Linked DNA regions of Gossypium arboreum: region 1 is linked to region 2. A link is a contact called in public Hi-C data. All regions are on one chromosome and are shown on one strand. The core of a region is the stretch at or near the end of the contact, and the rest is flanking DNA. Distances in the headings are between cores, read along the strand shown. Region 1 holds the start of LOC108467116 (pentatricopeptide repeat-containing protein At1g26900, mitochondrial). Region 2 has its middle 6.5 kb from the start of LOC108461644.

Region 1 (5,482 bases), core at 478-2,977, 57 kb after region 2:
TTACAAATGATTTATATTAATTACTTAACAAGTATGTAAAGTTTATATTTCATTTATCATTATATTAAATTATTTAAAATTACATAACTTAATAATTTTTTACTTTCTAAAGAATACTAAACATTAACAAACTACATTTTTCTACAACATTTTTATCACACTTTTTCTAAAAGTAAGTCCTTTATTAATGCAAATTTCAATTTTGAATGCGTTTATGATGAAGGGACTTAATTGTTTTATTTTTGAAACTACCAAAAATTTTCAAATAAAGATGTTATTGGAAATAAATGAAAATTAGGAAAGATTATATTAGTACATAAAATAAAGAAACTTCATTTTTTGTTCCATATATGCTGGGACTAACTTAAAATTCTTTATTGTGTTTAATGAATGTGTGTAAACTTAGTATGCAAAATTTCAAAAATATCAATCTTGTTGTTTTGTTCCATTGCAAACTGCTTCCAAAAAGTATTCGCATTCCAAAGACTCAATCTTTCAAATTGGTAACAACGAATGTTCATATTTCATATATTTAACACTCTTATGTTTAACATTTTGTTCGATTTTTAAATGAAATATCACTTATCATTGTACATGTTTCGTGTCTTTTTTATGTTTAATTGTCTTTCTAGTTAATTATGCTTTTATTTTTATAAGATTTCAATAGTTGATATTTAATTATAGCCTTCAACCAGGTTTATAAAAACTTGAGGCTTAGATTTGAAGTTTATTGGAAGCTAAAATGAGGATACGAGTCAAATGGGATGAGGCGTAGCTGAAACCAAGTGACTCGAGTGAGCCTAATGCCCCTGACCGAGCATGGCACCCCATCACGCAAGAATCGACACTCCAACACCACACATCGACGCCCCAGCGTGCGACCAGTCGAGCCCCCCTCTTTGTATCCCATGCGCCCCTGCATCATACCCTTGGCTCCCCAACATAGGCTCTACTGTCTTAATGAAATCCTCCACATTTTAATCAAGTTTAGAGGGTATTTTGGTCTTTTAAGAGTTTTATGATCCCAAGCAAGCTTCTATAACTTAGCTTAGGTTAATTAGACAATATAAATATTATATTTTTAGAGGGAGTTAGGGTTTTTGCTAGTTTTTCTTACTTTGTAGTATCTTCTTGTTTATTGCATTTTCCCAACTATATGACTTCCTAAACTCCCTTTTCTAGTTGAAGGTTAATTAAAAGTTTGATTCAATAAATTCATGAGAATTAATTTGGGCTTTAATCCTTTATTGTTCTTTAATATTCACATATATTTAGTTCTAATTACAAGTGTTTGAATTTATTAAATATTGGCTAGTATTTGATACTTAGAATGATTTTTTTATCAATTAGACTAAATAAATCTATAATTATTTTTTTCATTCTAATACTAGTGACAAACGACATAAATTGTATAGTTTATGATTATGTGGTGCGGACGTGTGATATAGCTTAATGAATCACGTCGAGATAAGTTTATTAGTTAGAATTAGGTCTTTCTAGTTTTTAATGTTATCGGTAAGTTAAAGATTGGACATTCAGTTATAAAGTTGTTTATTAGTTAAGGAAGTAATTTCAAATGAGTTGCCACTTTGTTACCAGAGATTAGTTGTTTATGCCGACAAACCAATCTCTCGTTTGCACTGATAAACCAATCGATTGTCAGCTAAGATGGCCAAGCTTGGACTTGGGCTTGGGCCTAAGCCCAGCTCATGAATGCAAGTCAACAACACCGTAACATGGTAACTGTGGAAAAGTTGTCTGCCAAAGAACCCTGAAGCAGTGAACCTGTCGTGCGAAAAAAAAAAAAAAAAAACTGTCTAACGAACTTAGCCGATGCTATTCAAACCTTCAAACTTTGGCCCACATCCTTCAACCATCGTTTCCATATTAAAATCATGCAAGCAAATTACTGAAATCTCTCAAATTCATGGCTGTATCATTAAAACTGGACTTGATAATGACCCTTTCATTATAAGCAAGCTTCTTCTTTCTTCTTCACTGCAAGATATAAAATATGCAGCCTCCGTCTTCAAGCAAATTGACAACCCAAATCTCTTCATGTACAATTGCATCCTTAGAGGCTTTTCCATTAGCAATAACCCAAAACAAGCTTTTAGTGTTTTCAATAACTTGAGGGCTAAAGATGGGATTTTTCTCGATCAGTTCTCTTTCATTACTACGCTTAAAGCATGTGGCCGTGAATTGGCAATTTTTAACGGTCAAATGATTCACGGGTTGGCTTTGAGATCTGGGCATTTGTTTTTCATCAATGTTAAGAATACCCTTTTGCGTGTTTACAGTGTTTGTGGAAGAATGTTTGATGCTCATAACTTGTTCGATGAAAGTCCTGAAAGGAACGATGTCGTTTCGTGGAACACTCTGATGGGTGGGTATCTTGATGTTTCTAAACCTGATACTGTCATAGGTTTGTTCAGACAAATGCGTTGGAATTGTTTGACAATGAGTGTCACTACGTTTTTGACTGTTCTATTGGCTATGGGTGAAGTACGGGATTCACTTGGGGGAGAGTCAATTCACGGGCATTGTTTGAAACTTGGGTTTTGTTTTGATTCAAATCTGGTATCTGCTTTAATCGATATGTATGCGAAAACTGGGAATGTTTATTTAGGGCGTAGGGCTTTCGATGAGGTTGTAGCAAAGGATGTTGTACTCTGGAATTGTATGATCAGCAAGTATGCTGAAAATGGCCTGCTTGAAGAGTCTTTAGCTTTACTACGTCTCATGAAAGTTATGCAAGTAAAGCCTAATTCGACTACATTGGTATCTTTGCTTTCAGCTTGTGCTGCCTCCGGAGCTATAAATATAGGACTTTGCATAGGTGATTATGTGGAAGAGGAAGGAATACCACTGGATGCGGTTATCGGGACGGCTCTCGTCAATATGTATGCAAAGTGTGGTGTTTTAAACAAGGCCGTTGATGTGTTTCATAGGATGGAGAGCAAAGATGTAAAATGTTGGACTGCGATGATTTCAGGTTACGGAGTGCATGGTTTTACCCAAGATGCCATTAGGTTATTTTATCAAATGGAGGAAGAAGGCTTTAGACCTAATGAAGTCACTTTCTTAACAGTTTTGAGTGCCTGCAGTCATGGAGGGCTAATCACAGAGGGGACAAGTTGCTTTGAGAAGATGATTCAATATGGTATCTTGCCGAAAGTCGAACACTATGGATGTATCATTGATCTTTTTGGCCGTGCTGGATTGCTAGAAGAAGCACATGATTTAATCAAAAGCTTGCCCATTAAAGGCGATGCTACTGCATGGCGTGCACTGCTTTCAGCTTGCCGAGTATACGGGAACGTTGAGTTGGGGGAATGTGTGAAGGGCATATTGGTGGGATCTTATAATCAACTTCCAACAGATTCAATCCTTCTTTCTAGTACATATGCTATTGCTGGAAGGTTGCAGGATCAAACCAGGATGCAGGCAATGGAAAAAGAAATGCTCAAAAGGGCTGGGATTAGGTCAGTTGGAAAGGAAGATAAGATGCTTAAGGAAGCTGGATATAGCATAATTGAGATGGAAAATGAAGGGTTTGATCATAATTCCTAACAAACTTCACACAATCAACCTGCAGATTACTCGGTATGTCTAACAAGATCAGTTTTTTCTTTTTCCCTCCATTTATTTATTTATTTTCAAATAGATATAGGATCAAGTGCATTGCAGGAAAATGCAGCTTCTTTTAGATGCTTGAAAGGTTCTTTATCCTATGTTTATTCCCATATGAATTCCACTTGTTTAGAGATTAGAGATATAATCAATTGAAGGGCTTATAAGATGGAGTTCATAATTGAAAGAAATGTAGAGCTTCTCTGATTTTTTTTTTTTTCACTTTGTGTACAAAAAAAGGTAACAAAACGCTCCAAAGAAAATATCTATTAGAAACCTTAGAATCCAAGAAAAACAAAGAAAAAAAAAGCAGCAAAAGTTACTAGGGATTCCTCAATCCTCACAATGCAATTCTTAAATCCTTTCACTTTCTTGCCTACATTCTTAATATATATTTCTCACTCTACCTGCAAATTTCTTATACACAAGCCAGTCTTCTTCAAGAGAAACCGACAGCATTCAAGCTCCAAAACTAATATGCACGAATGATATTATGCCGTTCACATACTTTAGCCCCATTTTCAGCCCACCATTTTTCTGCTTGTTCTTCTGTGAAATGCTTCCGACTGCAGAAAAGAGCATAAAATCGTTCAGTAATTAGACCAAAGTTTCAAATTTATACCTTGAATACTGCATGACAACCTTGTATATATAAATGCTTTTGGAACTTAATGACAACTTTTTACTTCAATTTAAGCTTGTTTGTCGATGATATTAATAAGGCAACAGCCATAACTTGATCATTACCCAAAAGAAAAATGAAATACCACAATTGTCAGCACAATGAATGGGTGTGAGATTACTGAAGCAAAATGCATATTTAAGTGTGGTTGTACTAGAAGGTTTAGTAATGGTTCAATTGTGTTGACTTCAAATAGAGGATCATGAATACATACCTAAAGCGGACACGCTTGAGTGCATTACTTCCACTGGGCAAGGGTGATAAAGTTATGTACACTCCTGGCTCATTGTGTATTACCGTCTCTGACTTTTTAGTTTGTACTTTGGTTCCGTGAGATGTGGATAGGTTGTTTGCATTGCACTTATTGTTACTTGGTGCAGACGACATCATGCTGCTTGCATGGCTGCAACTGGAGAACACATGTTCAATATCTGAACTGTGTTTGGCCGTAGGACTGGTATTGCCGGCATTATGGCATGTTGGAAGTCTGTTAGCCACCTCCTCCAACTGCAAGATCAGTTGGGCATAAACAATATCAGAAACTAATAAAGTTAGGGGCTTGCAGTTGCAGAACAAGAAATAGCAATCTTCCTCCAAACCTGAGCAGTAAGAGACCTAATAGCTTCTTCCGCTGCTTTGTATTTTTCAGCTTCATTTTCTGCTATTGCAGTGACCTCCTTTAATCTCCTTGACGTATTTTCAAGCTCAGCTTCAAGATGTTGGGATTTGCATGTAAGATCTTCGACCTGCAAGGAATGTCCAGCACATTTAGTATCTTCTCATCATCCCTTTCAATTTAGATAACTAAAGCAGTTAAATATAATCAAAATTCAACAGCAATGGAGAGATAAAGAGAAACAAGTCTCAATGAAATTTCACATCATCGTCATATGCTGCCTTCAGCGGAAGTAACATAGGTATTTACAGATTAGTCTCTTCCATCAGCATCATCTGCCTTTCTGTTAAAGTTATACTGAAGCAACTTCTAAATAAAACAGATGAGTTCTCGAATGCGTTCTCATTGCTCCAAATGCCAAAGCCTAAACGAAGTAACAAAGTAGTAATTTCAAAATAAGCTCAACAGTTTACCTGTGCCCTTAAAGTTATGATCTCTTGGTTGAGACCGTCATTCATTTGCTTTGAATCATCGAAAGTTACAGTTGAAGA
Region 2 (5,739 bases), core at 625-3,124:
ACTTACAAATTGTTTGTTCATGTTTCAAGTCCTGCTGTGTGAATGAGTACACTAGGAGGGACTAAGCTAAGGATGCGCTAGAGAAAAACGGTGAGTTAGAATATTTTGCATACAGAGGGCCTTTTAGAAGTATGGCGTTTAGTTCTCTATGCCAAGAAAAGTCTGTCTTTAACAAACTTTTGTGCTGTAATGTACTATATTATTTTTAAAAGTTTGTTGTATTCTTGAATGTTATTTTTACCTCTTTTTTTCAAAAAGCCTTTATTAAAATAATATAAAGAATGTTGAAAAAGGATCATATGTAGATGGTTTAAAAATTTGTGCTAAATGTTTGTGTATCGTAACATTCTATATTCGGACTCGGTGATTCAGATCGGGTAAAAGGTGTTACAATTTATTTAGGTTATTTTCCTTAAAATTGAATAAATTCTATTTTTCATGAGTACTTAGTGTATGAATTTGTGAGATTATAATTGCAAACTCCTTAACAATTATAATTCAAATATGTGAGATTAAAGTTTTTGTTTTGGATTTTGCCTAGAGAATTTAAGTTTTTCTCACTAGAAAATCTCAATTTTATCCCATGTCTAGTTCTTGAAAAGATCTTATTCTCTTAGCATCTGAGGGTTCATGAATAATGAAGAAAATCATTCTATTATAAGCCAGAAGGATTTAAAAGCTAGATTTAGGATTCATTGAATCATCCTAGCTCAGAAACACAAGTACTAAATTAGATAAAACTTATTACTATATATATCACAACCAAAGGTCCAATATTATGAAAAAAATTAAATTTTCGTTATGCAACAAATCGGTTTTCATAACCTATTTTTCCATCAATACCAACATAAGGAAATCAAATTTAGACCTAAGAGAATATACCCAAAACCGTAAGAAATTAGTAAAGCTATACAGATCAAACCTTGAAAAATAGCTAGCGAACACAACACGCATGTAATAACTAACTATCAATTTAATAATAGTGCATGTTGTAGGTTACAGTGTAATATCAATAAAAGGCTTAGTGACACAATCTTGTCGAATTAAGGACACTATCCCCAACTAATAACGTGCAAGGAACGATTTATCTTTTATACGCTCTCATGCAATTAGCAACTTCTGGGCACCAATGGACCATCGATATAAATACCAAGATATATTCTTCTTCACAGGTACCCTCACTATTACGATTACTCTACTAAAGCATTCCCACAAGTTCTCATCACCTTCCCCCTATTCACTTAAGCATCAGAGAGTGTCTCAGAGCATATAGTTTGACAGTCCCATAGTCTTTCCTTGAACTTGTATGCCTAAAGACTTCATCAGTCCAAAGATAATATCCAGCTTGTTTTCTTCCTAAGGAGATGCTAACAAGGATTATATTTGTAATTCCAAAAAGAAATAACATACTATAATTTGAATGGAGTCCTATATATTATTAACCTACCAAAATTTATATAATACATATATTTAATTTTAGTTATACTATACAAGTTAACAAAAATATACAAAGTGGCCTCAAGGGGCAGGTAGAGTATTGGCTCTCTAAGTTCATATGATTGAAATCTCAATTTACCCATAATCATTTATAATTCAAAATAGGTTCTCTTAACATAAAATTGTCAACTTCTCCTCTAAAGATTTATAATTTTATCTTTAACCCTTAATAAAATATTGAGTAGTTGAGGCGAAAACTTTTACCGCGAAAAGGATTTTACTTTGATTGCCTTTGGGAAGATATGAAAAGAAGATAGGGTGTTATAGTAAAACCTAATCATGGTGTTGGCGCCAGCGCAAACATTTGAGGCAGAAGGTATAACGAAAAGGGCAAAGATGGATCCATATGTTGCATGGAGATGGAAGAAGCACTTAAAATTAGGTCGAGGAACCACGTGAATGACACTTTCAAGGCACCAACGAACTAACCCCTTCACCCTAACCCACATGCTCTTTTCTTTTCATCATTGGTAGGTGAAGTAGCACATGGGCGTTGAGTATATATGTTTCTTTATTTTATAATGCAATTTGTTTTTTAAATAAGCTCTTATTTAAAAATAATAATAATTGATATTTGAGAGACGATTATGTATTGATTTAGTTAATGAATATTATTATTGTTAAAAATTTTTGAAAGTTGAGTTTAAATAGTTAAGATATGTATTGTATTTTTTTAGATGAGCATAATTAAATAGGAATTTAGAGATTAAAATATATATTAAAATTTTGAAAAGAAACTTGATATTTGGCAAACCTTGTTCTTCAAAAAAAAAAATTTGATTAGCTCCAACATGGCCATGTAAATTTTGGGTGCCCCGACTTTTTGAAGATTTATCTCATATAGATATGTAAAATTCATGCTAACTTTTTATATATATATATAAAAATGGCTTATATTTGAATTTTCATTATTCCTTTGGATTTAAATAGCTCATATTTTCTTGATTTATAGAAACGTTATTCAAAACTTTTTTATATGTAGTTTTTTATATAAATTTATTTTGATATAAGTTCCATGATATAGATCCTATCCTATTTTATAATGTTGATTGTGGTTGTAGTTATTTGGTTGTATTGATTACAATTTGTATTTGTACTTGTATTCTCTTTAAAGAATTAAATTATTTTACTAAATATATTTCTATTTTTGACCCATCTCAAATGCGAAAAACAGAACTTTTATATATATATATATATATATATATATATATATATATATTATACATTTTGATAATGTTTGAAAAGCCACTTAATTATTAGATTTGGGTGTAATTATTTGTGATTACACAAGAGTGATATATTTATATAATCATTCAATTGGTGGGTCCTTTAGAATTAAGTGTAATTGGAGCATTCTATTTACACTCTACAATTCTTAGGGGGGAGACAGAGAATTGAGATAACTACGTGGATAATTACAAGTAATTACCAATTATTTTCATACAACTTTATAAAAATATTTTAATACAATAATATAATAAAATATTTTAATTTTATGAAATATATATTTTAAATATAATTTTATATTTATTATGTAATTATAAAAATTGCATCTGGAAATCCACAAAGTTGGTTAAGCAAATATAAAATGTTCTCTTACATCATGTCGTGGGGTATAATATCATTTGAAAGAATGAAGCTAAACACAAGCCCTAGAGATGAATTGTGAACTCTTTAATTTAAGACATTTAAAGCTTTAATATATGGTTGATAGGATATTTACTACTATAAAAAAAATTTCCCAATATTAATAACACCACTTCAATGTAGTCTAAAAAAAAAGGTCAGATTGTGGTAACATGTTGTGTACTTCATAGCTTCACTTGTTAGTAGAATTGGGATGACCCATACTTTGGTAACATGTTGTATACTTTATAGCGTCACTTGTTAGTAGAATTGGAATGACCTATACTTTGAAGAGTACAAAGAAGAAGAAGAAGAAGAAGAAGAAGAAGAAGAAGAAGATCTTAATAATTTTAATGATACAGATTCAAATTTCGATTCAGATAATGAAAAGGTTAGTCATGGATAAACAAATTAATGAGTATATGTTAAATGCTAGAGTTAAATAAAATTGTGTATGATGTTTTTTTTTCTTTGTTATTTTTATTTGTAATCATATTGTGACTAATATGACGTATAAGGATTAGATTTTAATTTTGTTAATTATTTAGAGTTTTTATTTTTATAATAATTAATATTGTGTAAAAAATTACTTTATTTTATCAAACAAAAACCTTGTTAAATTATTAATAATCCCTTAAAGATATTATATGTTTAGATACAGTCCAAGTTATAACTTGAAATTATAGCAAGACCAAGTAGGGCTTCTTAAATTTAATAATACTAACCAACCCAAAGTTACAATAGATGTCTCTCTCATTAAGCAAGTTGTGAAGTAAATCAAGGTTTTCGATTTTATGGAAATTGATGATCATCATCACAAGTTTTCTTTTTCAGTAAAACCCATACATGTTTAAAAATTTAATAAATAACAACACCGAGATTTGGCAACATCCCTCTTAATATCACTTCCACCCTAACTCTTTATTCCATAAAACGCTGCCAACAAATTAGGGTTTCCTATAAATTTGTTTATAAATAAACAATTCAAAGTTTAAGTTTTGGAGATAATACTGGTGAGACGTAAATAGAAAAGAGTTAGCCTAAGGCTGATCTTAATCCCTTTATTTAATGTACTTTTTTCTATTTTTATAATATTGCTAGCACCTTTAGTGGTATGACGTGATTATTTTTTTTTTTAAAAAAAAAATATTATTCGTTAATATTACATAAAAGATAAATCAATTATGTTGTAAAAGTTTATTTTAAAAGAACAACAAACTTATAAATTAAATATTAAATTAGAAGGTAACAGGGATCTAAAATAAGACATTAGACGGGAAGAGTTTTTTAATTGAGCTAGTACACGAATCCCACCACTAACATGAAAATATTAGCACACTATTTTAAGTTATTATATTAAATAAATTTAGGATTTTAATAATCAACTATCTATTTAATATTTTAAAAGAATATTCTTTAAAGCAATTTCTTTAAGAGGTGATTGTTAAAAATGAACGCAACACCTGATTTAGATCCAAAACTCAATTATGAAATTTGGGTTTTTTTGCATTTTCATTTCTTGTGTTAACCATTAACCACTCAATCATCCAACTTTCTTTTCATTTTACTTTAGAAAACAATATTTTCTTTTAATTTTTTATTCTTTTACTTTTACTTTTAACTTTTTATTTTTTATTTAATTTTAAAGTTATTTCATTGATTAATTTTTAAATCAATTTTTAAATATCAAATTTGACAAGATTTATTTACAAATACTATTAACTTATATTTAAATCGGATAGATTAAAATATTAAATATTAAATTTTTAAAGGAAAAAAATATCCCTAAAATTTAAAATTTAGTATTTAGTTTTTTTAAAATGAAATAGTTAAATTTTGTTTAAGTGATTGTTTTACCAATAGTCACATTTACGTCGGCCCAATCCCACCACCAGCGATCTCTGTGTTTTTTTTTTTTTTTTCTGCTAATCCCACCATCGGTGGCCACACCTTTCAAAAATCTCCAAACGCCGATGAGTTTCTTGTTGCAAAACTTTGGACCAAAATCAGGACCCGAGTCACACTCGCCCTGCCACTAGGAAGGAATTTCTGGCATGCCTGCATCGTCGAAGCTCTTATATTCAAGGCCAAGGAATTGAGGGGAACGCGTAGGGTGGAGAGTGCAAATAGTATATTCATACACCCAGAATCGATTCCGATTTGCTAAGAGACTCGGGTTGAAAGCTTCAGTATATGAATAAAGAAGGGACTCGGGTGGGGAATCAGTGAGCAACTGTAAGCTTGGACTGTGCCATTTATGGTGCGTTCCGAAAGAAAGTGGCTTCTCTTGATGCTTCATTTGGACAATATATGGTTTTTTTTTGCGGTGATTTCCCGACGTAGGATGAGGAAGAAAGAAGAAATTAGAAGAAGCGATGGCCATTATCTTTTCTCTTATTTACCTTAATGCCATTTTTTTACTATTTTTAAATAATTAGATGTTAAATCGATCACATATATATATATATATATCACTGTTTAATTGATCCAATTAAATTTTAATTGATTAATTTTTTTAAAATTTCAATTGAATTTTAAATTTTATTAAAATTTTCAGTCAGAATTATATATATATATATAAGAAGAAAAAGTAGTAGATGAAGAATAACGAAATTA

The links. A called contact is a pair of places that touch in the nucleus more often than the background predicts.
Region 1: a Hi-C map of leaf shows a contact between it and region 2, with 2.3 times the contacts expected there. The contact joins the promoter of LOC108467116 here to the enhancer-like site in region 2. A contact is called at or near these places in 2 of 5 Hi-C or Micro-C datasets (both in leaf).

What each region holds. Positions count from the first base shown.
Region 1 is chr13:21,424,308-21,429,789 of ASM2569848v2, forward strand. LOC108467116 (pentatricopeptide repeat-containing protein At1g26900, mitochondrial) reads left to right here and starts at 1,728. Exons shown (of 1, transcript XM_017767635.2): 1 at 1,728-3,824. The coding sequence starts at 1,834. The coding sequence ends at 3,573. LOC108467115 (PH, RCC1 and FYVE domains-containing protein 1) reads right to left here. Exons shown (of 9, transcript XM_017767634.2): 6 at 5,405-5,482; 7 at 4,915-5,061; 8 at 4,530-4,822; 9 at 3,815-4,199. The coding sequence ends at 4,106.
Region 2 is chr13:21,367,102-21,372,840 of ASM2569848v2, forward strand. No RefSeq gene overlaps it. Among protein-coding and RNA genes, the nearest start is that of LOC108461644, 6.5 kb to the right of the region's middle. Within about 2 kb of position 1,875, at least 1 of the 2 cell types and tissues checked has an H3K27ac peak or open chromatin away from gene starts, as enhancers often do. A contact at or near this core is called in leaf, where this site is marked.